Regions from separate parts of the Mus musculus genome. Here all the other regions are linked to region 3. A link is a contact called in public HiChIP or PLAC-seq and Micro-C data. All regions are on one chromosome and are shown on one strand. The core of a region is the stretch at or near the end of the contact, and the rest is flanking DNA. Distances in the headings are between cores, read along the strand shown.

Region 1 (4,787 bases), core at 1,629-4,128, 96 kb after region 3:
AAGACGGTCCCAAATAGCCCCTGTCTTAGAAGTGGAAAGTTCCATAGGTGATGGGGAAAGATACGGAGAGGTATTCGGGAGGAGGAGGTAGGTGAGGGGACAGGGATTTAGAAGAAGATGGAGGCAATTCTAGGGCTAATGCTTTCTTCTTTCTTCTTTGTCTGCAGCGCTGCATCTGAACCCAGGATCTGGAGCTAGGCCAGCTGAGTTACATCCCAGGAAAATTTCCAATGTGATTTCTGTATTCTTTTAAATTTACTTTTAATTTAAGCGTATCTGCGTGGCTGTCTACCACGTGTGCGCGGGTGCCCAGGACGGCCAGGAGAGGCTGTTGAATTCCCTGGAGTTGGATTTATGGGAGGTTTTGAACCACCTGATGCGGAGCCTGGGAACCAAACTGGGGTCCTATGGAAGAGACTCTGCTGACCCAGCTCAACAGTGGCTCCTAGGGTTCTGAGCCTCTCTGTCTCTGTCTCTGTTTCTCTCTTCCTAATTCATTTGTTGAGTGCATGCACACACAAGTCATGACACTCCTGCAGAGATCAGGGGACAAGTTACAGGAGTCAGTTCTCTCTACCATTCTGGGGATTGAACTTGGACTGTTTGGCTTGGTGGCAAGCATCTTCGCATGGCGAACCATCCTGCCAGCCCTTAATTTTTATTCTCTTCTCCCTTTCTCTCTCTGTCTGTCTTTGCTAGGGATTGAACTCAGAGCTTTGCATATGTAGGCAAGCACTCTCCTGTTGAACTGTATTCCAATCCCTAGATAATTCCAACTCAATAGGTCTCTCATTAGCTTCGGAGCATTGAGTATTATACATTTTTTTTCTCTTGCGTATAACAGAGTAGTAAGAAAGTAAAAGAGCTACTGTCTGTCCCTACTCTAAAATTTCTAGACAGGACAGAGAAAACCCAAAACAGATCTCAGGTCAAGGTTGTTGTCCTATGTGTGGTACCCTCTCTTTCCCCTCCCCCATCCTTTTCTTTCTTTGCGTCAGAGGTAGTCAGGAAGCGGAGGTACCATCCTCTGGAAGGGCTGGGTTGTCTATGAATGGAATAATCCTCTAATCTGATTTAGACATTTGTCTCACTGGACTGACTGCTCTGACACACCCCTGTCCCCTCTGCCCTATGTCTCCAACAGAAGAATCTTTACCTTCTGATGTCTGGACCCTGTCTCTAGTGAAATCTAGGCAGCCAGGGTTCAGGAGGCCACAGGTCTCACAGGTGACTCAAATATCAACTTCTGGAGCACACTGGCCTGGTAGAGAGTGACAGAACAGTAGGCCGTGGAAAGGGAAGGCACAGGGCCAACCCTGAAGCACGGAGGTGTTTTGCATGGAGGCTCTGTGATGCCCCACTGTGTGGAATGACTCGCCCTGGACTATGGGCCCCAGAGGATGGAGCGAACAGGGTTGTGGGGAGTTCGTTCGGTGCTTGTGCACCGGCCCTAAGGAACACACATCAGGTGGTGGCCTCAAGTGTTTGTATTTTGCCACAGCACTTCTGTGACCACTCAGAACATTCGCAGCATAGAAGCTCCGAAGGGCGGGGCTGTGGTGGAGGAGGGGGCACCTCTGCAACCTCAAAGAAGTCTGCCCTGTCCCCGCCTTAGAAGCCCTTGGGGGAGAGGTCTGATTTACACAGCTTTCTAGGACCGGAGGTGCTTTCCGGCTTTCAGGCCGGGCCGGGCTCCACCTCAGACACCCCGTCCCACTCAGATCCACAATATGAGGGAGAGGCCTAGCTTTTGCATCACAAAAGTAGCCCCACCCTCCCCCTACTTGGGCAATCTGCCCACTGTAAAAGTTTCCTAATCCACATCTGCTTCCTTCTTTGGGCCGTGGCTAATTGCCCAATCACTGTATTTCCCCAACAGAACTCCGAGGGCTCCTGGGAATCCACATCCAGGAGTCTTGGGAAGATCGACTCTGGGAGATTGACCCTCTGTTTTTCTGTCTGCGTTTTACACTGCCCTGCCCCCATTGGACCCCGAGTCGTCTGGGTTCCCAAGCTGCCTGCTGCTGATGGATGGCATCTGGCAGTAAAGCCAGCAGCAGACAGAGTTTGAGGTGTGGGAAGAGCTATGACCTTTGAGTGTCTGTGTATCAGTCCCGTGTGACCCTGGAATGCTGCAGCCCCTCCGAGACTGTTTTCTCTGTACCATCTACACTGTCTGGATAGTTAGTTTCTGCTCTGAGATGTCTGGTTCTACACACTAGCAGGGAAAGAGGATGGTTTGTCTAGACCAGTCCTTCATTGATACTGAACATCACCAGGCGATGATGATGGGGCGTTCCCTAAATTGGGAAGGGGGCTTAGTTTCTCAGTGTGGATCACCTATGCACGCCCCTAGAGGTCACCCCAGGAGTGCTCTGGGGAAGGGTTCGCCAATTCAGCCTCAGGGCCCAGGGATTCTGAGTCCCTAAAGCGACTCCCAGGTATTCCAGGTTTTTTCTTTTTAACTTAAAAAAAAAAAAAGGTGTTTTTATAGGCTAGAGAGATGGCTCAGCGGTTATGATCACTGGCTCTTGTTCCAGAGGTCCTGAGCTCAATTCCCAGCAGCCATGTGGTGGCTCACAACCATCTGTAATAGGATCCGATGCCGTCCTCTGGTGTGTGCCCTCTTCTGGTGCGTCCGAGGAGAACCACAATGTACTCACATACATAAAATAAGTAAATATAAAGATATATTTTTAAAAAACAAGGTGTTTTTATTGGGGGCGAGGAAACACACATATGCAGTAGACACACAGAGAAAAACACTCTCTGCAAAGCAGAGGACGGATTCAGAAAGCTGAGATTCCCTATCCCAGGTCCTTAGCGAGGCCAAATAATGACTATGCAGTTCCTCTTCTACCCAGGGCCCAATTCTGAACTTCCTAGGCTTAGCTATTCTATTGCTGATCACTCTGGGTGCCCCAGAAGGCCTCAGACCCAAGGTGTCCTTGAGGTGGCGGTAGAGATCCCCTGTGTACATCTGCAAGTCAGAAAGCATCTGCCCCAGATGCCTGTCCTTTGGCTCTGGCACAGAAGGTCTTACTGAACACAGCAGGGCCTTGGGTGTTACATTTTGACACGAAGCCAGCTACGATGATAAGCCACAGGGTTTCCTTTCGCCCATTGCAAGGGTGGTGAACTCTTGCATATTTAAGGCACACCAGCCCAGAAGAGCTTCCAGGGACGAAGGACCTCACGTTCTGGTGGCCTGTAAATGTGACACCTCTGTGCCGTTTGGCTTGACTAAAGCCCCAAATGTTAGCATCCTATAAAGTCCCTTCCCTGTTAATCACTTGCAAAGGAAGGCAGCGGCGGTGTTCCTTTTGAAGAAAGCCGGATACAGAGTGGGGGTCTTATATTTCAGGGGCTCCTCATTAGGAGATGTGAGCTCCAGGATGGGATTAGATTTTGTTTTTCTGTTTTTCTGTGCTGGGGGATGGAACTCAGGACCTTTCGAATGCTAGGTGAGCGTCCAGACACTGAGCTACCCCCAGCCCCAGATGAGACATTTGAAGTCCTTCTGGGGCATTACCTAGTTTCCTTGGAAACAGAGGTGGGAGATAAGAGAAAAATGACTGAGAAGCAGGTCTGTGACCCTGGGACTTCCCTCTCTGGGGCCAGCTGCCTGGATTTCTATATTTCCTCTTACTTCAGCCTGCCTATCCTGTGACCCCTCCAAACTCTCTGTCATATATATCCAAATAGCCCTAACTTTGGCAGTCAATATCTGCCCTTAGACAGGTCATGTAACAGTTTTACGCCTCGGTGTCTTCATCTATTAAGTGGAAATAATAATGCAAACCTCCCTGTCTACCCCAGGGATAAAGAGTTAACAATGCCAGGCATGGTAGTACATGCCTAGAATCTCTGCACCAGGGAGGCTGAGGTAGGAGGACTTTGAGTTCAAGGCTAGCCTGGGCTACATAATGAGACCTTGTCACAAAACAAAACAAAGCCAACACACACACACACACACACACACACACACACACACACACCCCAAAACCACACACACATCTTGCATGCATGATTTATTATGATTAGGGACAGATTTTTTTTTCTTTTCTTTGACGTGGTAGAGATCAAAACCAAGGACTTGCAAATGCTGTACTAGAGACTTAGACCCTTAGCCTTATCAGAGTTATTTCTGCTCCTCTCTTTTTTTTTTTTTTTGGGTTTTTTTTTGAGACAGGGTTTCTCTGTATAGCCCTGGCTGTCCTGGAACTCACTCTGTAGACCAGGCTGGCCTCGAACTCAGAAATTCTGCCTCTGCCCCTCGAGTGCTGGGATTAAAGGCGTGCGCCACCCTGCCCGGCAGTTATGTTCCTCTTCTAAGTTCTGAGCCCACCCACTTACTACTATAAATCTTCTACATATATTAATATGTACGTGAGAATGTGTACATATGTGTGCTCGTGCATGCACTCGTGTGTGTGTGTGTGTGTGTGTGTGTGTGTGTGTGTGTGTGTGTTTGGGCTGTTACCCAGAGCCCTTGAACCTGAGAGGGTTTTCTCTGCTCTCAGGGTTGTTTGAGAAAGGTAGAACACAGCGCATACACACCCAGGGGCCAGTGTCCTCCTGGGAAGGCAGAGAGGTGATCCCTGTCCACCAGGCCCTTTGGCCCTTAAGCTCCTCTGTGGCCATTGTTCACCTCTCATTGGCTACAGGAAAGGTTTCCTTCTGCACACACTTAGACCTCTGAGCCAGAGAGGCCTTAGGGGGCAGATGCAAATATCTGTATCGCAAGGTCTCCTCTAACTGCATACTGTGACAGGACAGGTGACTTT
Region 2 (4,270 bases), core at 1,205-3,704, 97 kb before region 3:
CAGATCTCCCTGAGTGCATCCTCAACGCTCCCAGAATCCTCAGAAGTTACCTAAGGCAGAAAAGATGTGCTCCTCCCAGGAGTCCAACTTTGAGCCAATATCTTCAGAGAGAGACGAATACGTTTCAAAACTCTGAGAACCAGATGTGCAGACGCCTCCTCCAGTCATGCTGGGATCCGGAACGTGGTTCACATCTGCCTCCAGGGGCAGCTGAGGCTTCAAACACCTAGCTTCAGTCCCAGGAGCAGGGCAATGGAGGAAAACTCCCCGCCTTGAGGATAAGGGCTGAAATGACTTCCCACTCTGGCGCCTGGACTTGGCCCGTCGGTTCTGGAACCACACCTGGGGGACAAGAGGAGAAAAAAACTGTTCAGCTGCTTCCGGTTGGGGTTTTTATTGTTAGTTTGTTTGGGGGTTTGCTTGAGATAGCTTCTCTAGCCAGTGCTGACCTCAACCTCGGGTTGTAGCCAAGGAGAACCTTGACCTTGAATTTATGATTCTCCTTCCTCCACTCCAGAGCTGGGGTTACAGGCTGCACCACCACGAGTGGTTTGCGTGGTACCTGAGGATGGAACCCAGGGTTTCGTGCATGCTAGGCAAGCACTCTACCGATAAAACTGCATATTAGCCTTGACTCTCTGCTCAAAGTCTGGGGCTTACAGAAAGCACTTGAACCAATGGTTTGATGTTCAGAGCTCCAAACCTTCTCAGTCATCATTCTCAGATGCAAAGCTGGAATGCTGTCTGGTTCTGTCTACACTTGCTATACTTGGTTGTTTGTCTGCTTTTCATTTTACACATTAAAAAAAAAAAGAAAGAAAGAAAGCCGGGCGTGGTGGCGCACGCCTTTAATCCCAGCACTCGGGAGGCAGAGGCAGGCGGATTTCTGAGTTCGAGGCCAGCCTGGTCTACAAAGTGAGTTCCAGGACAGCCAGGGCTATACAGAGAAACCCTGTCTCGAAAAACCAAAAAAAAAAAAAAAAAAAAAAAGACGGTCTCAGCCTGGTGGTGGTAGCATACCCCTTCAATCCCAGTAGGTATTTTTCCTCCGTGAAGCTCGTTTCTGTGTGTAAATGTCTTTACTATTTCCCCACAAACGTGTTCTGCATAGGAAGCCCAGGGTGACAACTGCTGAAAGTGACAGTTGAAGCCAGGAGATAGTGGCACACCCCCTTAATCCTAGACAAAGGAGGCACATCTTTGATTTCAAGGCCAGCCTGGTCTCCAGAGCAAATTCCCGGACAGCCAGGGCTACCCAGAGAAACCCTGACTGGAGGGGGTAAAAAAGTGACAGTTGAGTAGTCACCCTAAGTCCAGGAAAAAAATAAACACTAAATGTCCACCCTCCTGAGGCAAGCGTCTAAACTGGGTGTTGGGGAACCTACCTGTAATCCAAGCACCCAGGAAGCTGAGGCAGAAGGATTGTGAATTGAAGTCCAGCTTGGACTACGCAGCATGAACTTGTCTCAGTCACACACACACACACACACACACACACACACACACACACACACACACACAGAGAGAGAGAGAGAGAGAGAGAGAGAGAGAGAGAGAGAGAGAGAGCAAGAGAGAGAGAGAGAGGCTTCTCCCTATCATCTCCAAAACTCTGATCTAAATGATCGACCTCAGACAATAAACTCACTTTGCAATATTTTTTCAAAGTGACAAGAAGTTCTTGCTTGTTTTGAAGGTGATCCAACCCTGCTCTGCTACTTAGAATCAAAGCCAGAGGAAGGCTTGTCTCTCTCTCTCTGTCTCTCTGTCTGTCTCTCTGTCTCTGTCTCTCTCTCTCTCCTTACTGGACGCTGGGAAAGAGTGCAATGACTACCTTCCTGCTGGGACCTTTCAATGGGTCCGCAAGCCCCTTAGCTGCCCAGATCAATCACATGGTAACGCGGCCTTAACTGACATCCCAGTTTGCAGTCTAGAACCATGAGGTTCAAAGAGAGTAACTTTTCCCCCACAGAATAAATGGCCCAACAAGCCTGTGACTTCCCAGCACCTCCACTGGAACGCGCAGCTGCGACCGCGACTCACCTGGATCCTGGACTCGGGTAGCAGCGTGAGCGCAGCCAGGCGCTCCCGCAAGTGGATGTCTGGGTACATGGTCTGTCGGAAGACGAGCTCCAGCAACTGCAGCTGCTCCGAGCTGAACGACGTGCGCTTGCGGCGCTGTGGCGCCGACGGGGCGGCCGAGCCTTTGGAGGGTCCGGGCGGATCCAGGCCGGCGGGGGTCTGCGCTGTGGGACTGGAGTCGCGGTTTGGAAAGCACTGCGTGGCTGCTGGGGCGCGAGAGTCGTGGGGCGCCGCGGGCAGCCCAGAGGCTGGGCGCATGGCTGGGAGCAGCTGCCCTCCGGGATGCGCGGCGGGGAAGATGGGGAAAGCGGCGCCTTCTGCGAACTGGAGCTGCTGGGACCCTGCTGCGGCCATGACTCCCGGACGCTTCCCTGTACCCCCGCGCGCCTGCAGTTATAGCGGCCCGGAGCCGGGGAGGGGGCGGCGGCGCCATCAAAGGCGTGGGTGCAGGGAAGCCGCGTCTCGTCTCCTCGGGGTGCGAGCCCGCCCCAGCCCCGCCAGACGCCGCGGGAATAATCGCTTCCGCTGACCCGGGGACGGAATGAGGGAGGCGCGAACTTGAGTCCGGGCCGCTCCGTCCCTTCTCCGCCCATCCGCCAGCCAGTCCAACCACCAATCCACATACCTCGAACCGCTTTGCCCCGGTGGGGTCGCCCCAAGTGCAGGCCGGACTTGGACAGAACCCCCTCTTCTGGGCCAGAAGACCTCTCAAGAGCGCCTGAATCTCTTGGGGGCTTGGTTCGTAGGTCCCCCGCGCTGTGCCTGGCCCGCTGTCCGCCTGTCACCATCAAAGGCGCTATTTACCACCCCTGCTATGTGCTAGACCTTACTCCAGGTTGGTTAAACAGCCTAGCCCTGCCCTCGGCAAACCACCCTGACACATCCTGAATCCAAGGGGGGGTGAAGATAAAGAGATCTCAAAGGGGACAGGCACACATCCTGAACAGTGACGCTGCTCCTGCCTAGAGTATCTGTGACCTGTCAACAAGAATGCTGTAAATTGGACGGGCTGAAGTTGTACGGGGTTAGCGCTCCTAAAGAATCCCAACAGTGCTCAGAACCCGAGAAGTTTCTGCTCCCTCTGATGCCACTCCTTGAAGTTTCTGCTCCCTCTGATGCCATTACTATTTCCTTTGTCCCCTGGGGTTCATTTGAGGTTCCTGGTTTGTTTTATGCGGATTTGTAGTTTAGTTGTGACTTCTATATCTGCTTCCCCTAGTGCACACATGCATTCATTTATTCATATAAGTCTCTCCCCACCTCCTTACCCTCTGGTCCTGAGAATAGGACCCAGTGACTGGAAAATCCTAAGCAAGACCCTCAGGGAACATCTGTTGAGACAGAAGCCAAGTTGCTTCATAGAGAAATCAGAGGCATGCAGCACTATAGCAGAAGGGTGCAGAGGCAGGCAGGGCAAGGAGCACGGCTTGCAAGGCCTCAAAGGGGCTCCCTGCAGAGGAAGGGGTATTCCACAGCCCAGCCCAGGACCTGTTCCTGCAACGTCTTCAATGCTAATGGGAAGTATCATAGGAGAAAGTATATGTGCTGGCCATGAGTGCATCCTGTCTACTAATACGCATGTGAGCCCCCAAAGAAGCCAAAAGAGGGAAGTGGGTTGTAAGCTGCCTGACACAGTGCTGGGAAGTAATGGGTTGTAAGCCACCTGATACAGTGCTGAGAACTGACCCTCTGGAAGAGCAGCAAGTGGCCATATCTTTACTATGGGCAATTATCCCAAGTGTCAAAGCACAGAGTGATCGGCAAGTTCTAGGCTTGACCTGTCCACCAGCTGGGGAGTCGTGGGAAGTGTCCTGGCCTCCTGCTTTATGCGGATGCTAAGACTCCCCAGGCCTGCTTTTCCATCTGATCCCTTCCCCTCAAACACACACACACACACACACACACACACACACACACACACACACACCTCCAACCCCTCTCCCTTTCTTTCTTCTTCTATTTCTTTGACAGTTTTTCAGTTTCACAGTGTATGGAATGGAAAAATCAGAATTTGATTTTTCTATGCTTTTATTTTTCTACTCCTACCCCGTACATATATCAGGGTCTCGTGTATACCAGGCTAGCCTCACACTCTCTATGTAGCCAAGGATGGACTTCCAGGATGCAAAGCTCTCTTTACAGACATTCCACACAATGCCTGATTTTATGCAATGCTGGGGCTCAAACAAGG
Region 3 (4,912 bases), core at 1,249-3,748:
GGCTGTGGGTCTTCATCAGGCAGCCGGTGGGTCCTGCATGCATGGCCTCTCACTCACTGACAGCAGCAGTCTGTCACCCTGTGGAGATGGCACATGAGAGATCTGCACTGGCAGGTGCAGAAGGCCCAGGTAAGCCGTGTGAGCAGGTGGCCTAGATGCCTTCCATGGCGGCTCTTGCTTCACTGACTCTTCCTGGGACCTCCGAGGTTGCTCCTTGGGATCAATTGGCTGAGAAGGAATGAATTCAAGCCTGGCTTACAGATGGCACTGCAGGATATGCTGGCACCAACAGAAAGTGGGCAGCTGAAGCCCTCAGCCCACTCCAGGAGGACCTGCATAACTTGGGTAACAGAATGTCTTGCAGTGGGCAGAGCATCAAGAGGCGCGCGTGTATTTGTGTACTTGGCCTCAACTGAGAGACGGACGGAGGCAGGGATCTACAATGACTCGGCTGGCCAGTGAGGGAGGAAAACCACTGCTGTCAGGTGACCACCAGGCCTCAGGACAGAGGATGTGTGTGACCGGAGCGCTCCAGATAGGCACAGAATGGGAAGAAGGAAATTGTGTCACAGGTGTTTATGAGTCAGCACTGAAAAAATAAAATAAAATAAAATAAATGCCCGAGACAATTAGGTTCAAAAGAAGAAAGGTAGGGGGATCGATGGCTCAGAGGTTAAGAGCACTGACTGCTTCTTGAGAGGTTCTGAGTTCAACTCCCAGCAACCATGTGGTGGGTCGAACCCATCTATACTGGGGTCTGATGCCCAATTCTGGCATGCAGGAATACATGCAAACAGAGCACTATATAGATAAATAAACAAGGAGAAAGGTTTATCTGGGCTCAGGTTTTGGGTGTTTCTTTTGAGCTGGGGCAAGGCAGCATACTATGGTGGGTACCCCTACCTCACAGCTAGGAACAAGAGAGGAACACACTTTTAAAAGGCACACCTCCCCCAGCCCCCTCTTAAATCTTACTTAAAATCTACTTAGTCCTATTTCTTCAAGGTCTCATCTCCCAGTATCACCCTTTTAATGCAAAATCTGTCAGGGCGACACATTTAAACCACTTCCAAAGAGAATTCCTGCCAACCTGTGGAAGTGAACTGGTCTCTTTCCAGCCACCCCAGTGTTTGCTCAGTGGGTCCATATGGCAGTGATCATGGCAGAAAGGGTGGCAGTTATACATATGACAGCACAGGGATGACTGAACTTAACTGGCATCTACTGCTTAGTAGCAGTAGATTGGCCAACAGCAGAGACCAATGTTCAGCCCACATTGCTACCCAGCCAGGAACCTAGCCAGCCACCGAGTGCAAGCTGACCACACTGGATTCTTTCCATCATGCTAAGGACAGAGATTTGTCCTTTGTGGGTTCGGGGGATGCTTTCCTTGCCCTCAGTGTTTCAGCCGCACAGCACCTCATCACCACCGCTGTTCTCCACACAGTATTGCCTCAGAATAAGGACTCTGCTTTTCACAGAGTAGAAATGGCCTGACCTGGTTTAATCCCATACACAGGAGCAGCTGATTGCCCAGGAGCAGCTGACCTAATGGAAAGAAGGGATAAGCAGCCAGGTGCTTACTGGGCACCAATGCTTTGAATGAGGCTCTGTCTTACAAGGCAGAACGGGTCTCTGAAAGGAGATGGTAATATGGCCAACATATATGGGTCTGGGACTCAAGGGGTGGATAACATAGGGGACCCGGTCTCAAACACAGAGCAAACACCATGGGGACAGGGCCTAGGGTAGAGCAGAGGGTCAAAGTAATGCGTCATTGTGACATTTGTGTGTAGGATGCCTTCCCGTCAGCCTTCTGGGGGCCCCTCCCCATCCAATAGAAGCTAAACAGTCCCAAAGGGAAGTAGCCCCATCTCGTGACTGTCCAAGTCAACAACAGTTGCGCGAAAAGTTATTTAAGTTACCTATCTTTGGTGTTCCTAAGACCTAGCTCCTCCCCCCGGGGCGGGACGCTTAGAATTCCCTCTTCTACTGACTCAGCTCTTCAGGCCCCACGGTTACCTCAGAATTGATGACTTTGGGGCAATCTGCTACGACTGACCTTTTCCTGTCGGGATCCGCAGACTTGTAACCTCTTGAGGCCACAGTATTAGCCTAGCCAGCTTCATCAGGTGTGAAAACTCCTAGACTCCATCCCTACTTTGGGGCCTCCCAAGAGTCAGCTAGATTACCAGTCTCTCAGCTCCTTGCAGGGGACCCATGGAGACAAACCTAAAGCTAGAAGGGCATATAGTCAGGCGTAGACTGCACGCAACATGTCACCCAAGTCCCGGGGGTTTTGGAGGAGAGGGCGTTTTCGCTGAGTGGTTTAATGACCCAGACCCGTTCTCCAGGCACAAAAGACTAGGGACGGGGCCCAGCTCCGCTCCTTCCGGAGGGTACAAATCCACCCGGAGAACCAGTTTGCACCGGTCCCCAGGACACAGCAGAGGGGGCCCGAGGGAGCTTGGGGGCGTCACCGGCACGGAGGAGGAGCGGGAAGAGCCAGCTCCAGGGAGGCGTGGCTTATAGGGATGCACTGGAGCGATGGGGGACCGGAGTCAGGGCTGAGGTCAGGGCACCCGCAGGATTAGCCTTCCGACACACCACGCAGCGACCGGGATTTGCGGGAAGGAGCTGATGAGCAGCCATCTGCTGGCCAGCCTGGAGCCAGCGTGGTTGCCTTGGTGCTGCCTCAGGGTCAATGGTGCTTGGGTCAGCCAAGCCTGGCATACCTCGGACCTGTGGACTTCACGCTGAAGCTAGTGACAAATGAAATCCTAGCCACTTCTCTCTTCCCCTCCTTCCTTCCCTCCCTTCCCTCCTCAGAATCAGACTCAAGTAGATTTTTTATACATTCTCATAATTTTTATTTTATGTGCCTTGGCGCCTTGTCTGTATGTATGTCTGTGTGAGACTGTCAGAGCTCCTGGAACTAGAATTACAGTTACAGACAGTTGTGAGCTGTCATGAGGGTATTGGGAACTGAACCCAAGTCCTCTGGAAGTACTCTTACCCATTGGGGCATTCCTCCAGCCCAGTTAGGTTTTTTGTTTGTTTTTGTTTGTTTAATTTCTTAAGTCGGTTTTTCCAGATGGGGTTTTTTTCTGTGTAGCCCTGTCTGACCTGGTCTCACTCTGTAAACCAGGCTGGCTTCAAACTCATAGAGATCTGTCTTCCTCTGCATAATTAATCCTCAGAAGTGCTGGGATTAAAGGCCTGCACCACCACTGACATAATACACACACACACACACACACACACACACACACACACACACATATATATATATATATATACACACACACACACACACAGTAAGGCTAGCCTGGTCTACAGACCGAGTTCCAGGCCATCCTAGGATACAAAAAGAAACTCTGTCTCAAAAAACCAATAAACAAACAAATAAAATAAAAAGTTACATTTAGCCATCAGTGGAGGCTCACACCTTTAATCCCAGCACTTGGGAGGCAGAGGCAGGCAAATTTCTGAGTTCAGGGCCAGCCTGGTCTGCAGAGTGAGTTCCAGGACAGCCAGGGCTACACAGAGAAACCCTGTGTGTGTGTGTGTGTGGGGGGGTTACATTTATTTGTTCATCCCCTCATTCCTTTTAAGGACACGTGGAATTCAAGGACAACTTTGAAGTCACCCCAGCACCTAGAGTAGCAATGTAGGACTGGTTCCCACCAAGGCACCAAGGGGGACCAGCCCTGAACCTAACTCCTGGCATTTTGTATAGATCCATGGCCCTACGTTACATTTTGACCAATTACATCTTTCACAGAGACAGAAATTCCCCTTTTGGTTGTTTGGACGAATGGGATGATTTACAATGTACAAATATTGTCCTAATTATCCCAGGACAGACTAGGGCTGCTTTCGCTAGGCTGCTGTTAACCAACTCATCCCACCTGGCTGAGACCACACCCAACTGTTTGTTTTTTTGAGGCAGGGTTTCACTATGTAGCTCTGGCTGGCCTGGAACTTATTCTGTAGATCAGACTGGCCTGGAACTCAGAGACCTGTCTGCTTCTGCCTCCTGGGTCCTGGCTCCAATTAAAAGTTTGAGCTACTACGCCAGCAAGTGAGCAAAATGAACAGTCAGCATCTTTAATACGTCAGAAGTAAAACTTTCCCTTCCTACAGTTGCTAACACATCTGGGTAGCTTACTCAGTCACCCTTGAGTGCAGCTTCAACCGAACTCTTCTTTGTGCAACTTAATATTTCTGAAACAAGCTTACTATATATCCTTGATAACAGTGATTTATGACTGTTTCTCTTTATTGTTCCTTCCAACTTGTGGGTTCCGAGGATGAAACTCAGGTATTCAGGTTTGGTGGCAAATATTTTACCCACTACTAATCTTAACCTTTTCACTAGCCCTATTCCATGGTGGGGGTGAGGGGTGGGGGACAGCATGTTTTCATGAAGTTCAGGTACTCTCAAACTTGATATGTAGAAACAAAGATGACCTTGAATTTCTGGTCCTCCTGACTCCATTTCCTCATGCTGTTTTTATAGGCTATGACCAGTGAGCTCATGGGACTTTTGAGACTGAAGTCATACCCAGACTATCTCAAGAAAAACACACACACACACACACACACCTCTTAAAGCAAGAGTGTAGGTAAAATGCTCTGGTTATGGTCACAATTTCAATAGTCTGACAGTTTTCTGCTCAAAGCCTGAAATCTCCTCAGACCAAACACTGTTGACTATGAAGGAATGGAGCTCAGGAGTTTAACAGGGAAACAGGGTCGTTCTGTCCAGGGACAGCAGGACTCACCGGTACCCACCTGAAGTTTCAGGACTTGAAGCAGGAAGATCAGAAGGCCAGCCTGGGCTCCACAGTAGGACTGTATCTCAGTGAAACAACCCCCTCAAACACGGACCTACCTGAGACACGGGCTG

Evidence for each region. Hi-C and Micro-C count contacts between places; a contact is called where the count stands out from the background. HiChIP or PLAC-seq counts read pairs in DNA pulled down with a chosen protein or histone mark.
Region 1: a contact with region 3 is called in an RNA polymerase II HiChIP or PLAC-seq map of embryonic stem cells, with 13 read pairs. The contact joins two enhancer-like sites. A contact is called at or near these places in 5 of 39 promoter capture datasets (the 3T3-L1 cell line, the C10 cell line, macrophages and 1 more), 2 of 115 datasets of contacts at active chromatin or transcription factors (both in embryonic stem cells) and 2 of 9 other capture datasets (adipose tissue and liver).
Region 2: a contact with region 3 is called in a Micro-C map of trophoblast stem cells, with 6 times the contacts expected there. The contact joins the promoter of Mixl1 here to the enhancer-like site in region 3. A contact is called at or near these places in 4 of 39 promoter capture datasets (the C10 cell line, hematopoietic stem and progenitor cells, maxillary cranial neural crest and 1 more), 1 of 484 Hi-C or Micro-C datasets (trophoblast stem cells), 3 of 115 datasets of contacts at active chromatin or transcription factors (double positive thymocytes and embryonic stem cells) and 3 of 9 other capture datasets (adipose tissue, liver and pancreatic islet).

What each region holds. Positions count from the first base shown.
Region 1 is chr1:180,887,078-180,891,864 of GRCm38.p6, forward strand. No RefSeq gene overlaps it. Among named protein-coding and RNA genes, the nearest start is that of Lefty2, 3.6 kb to the right of the region's middle. Within about 2 kb of position 2,879, at least 26 of the 459 cell types and tissues checked have an H3K27ac peak or open chromatin away from gene starts, as enhancers often do. A contact at or near this core is called in embryonic stem cells, where this site is marked.
Region 2 is chr1:180,694,580-180,698,849 of GRCm38.p6, forward strand. It overlaps Mixl1 (Mix1 homeobox-like 1 (Xenopus laevis)), which reads right to left and starts at 2,455. Exons shown (of 2, transcript NM_013729.3): 1 at 2,041-2,455; 2 at 1-342. The coding sequence starts at 2,433. The coding sequence ends at 40.
Region 3 is chr1:180,791,798-180,796,709 of GRCm38.p6, forward strand. 2900024J01Rik (a long non-coding RNA gene) reads left to right here. Exons shown (of 3, transcript XR_373751.4): 3 at 1-832. Among named protein-coding and RNA genes, the nearest start is that of 2900024J01Rik, 16 kb to the left of the region's middle. Within about 2 kb of position 2,499, at least 110 of the 459 cell types and tissues checked have an H3K27ac peak or open chromatin away from gene starts, as enhancers often do. A contact at or near this core is called in embryonic stem cells, hematopoietic stem and progenitor cells, pancreatic islet and 1 more, where this site is marked.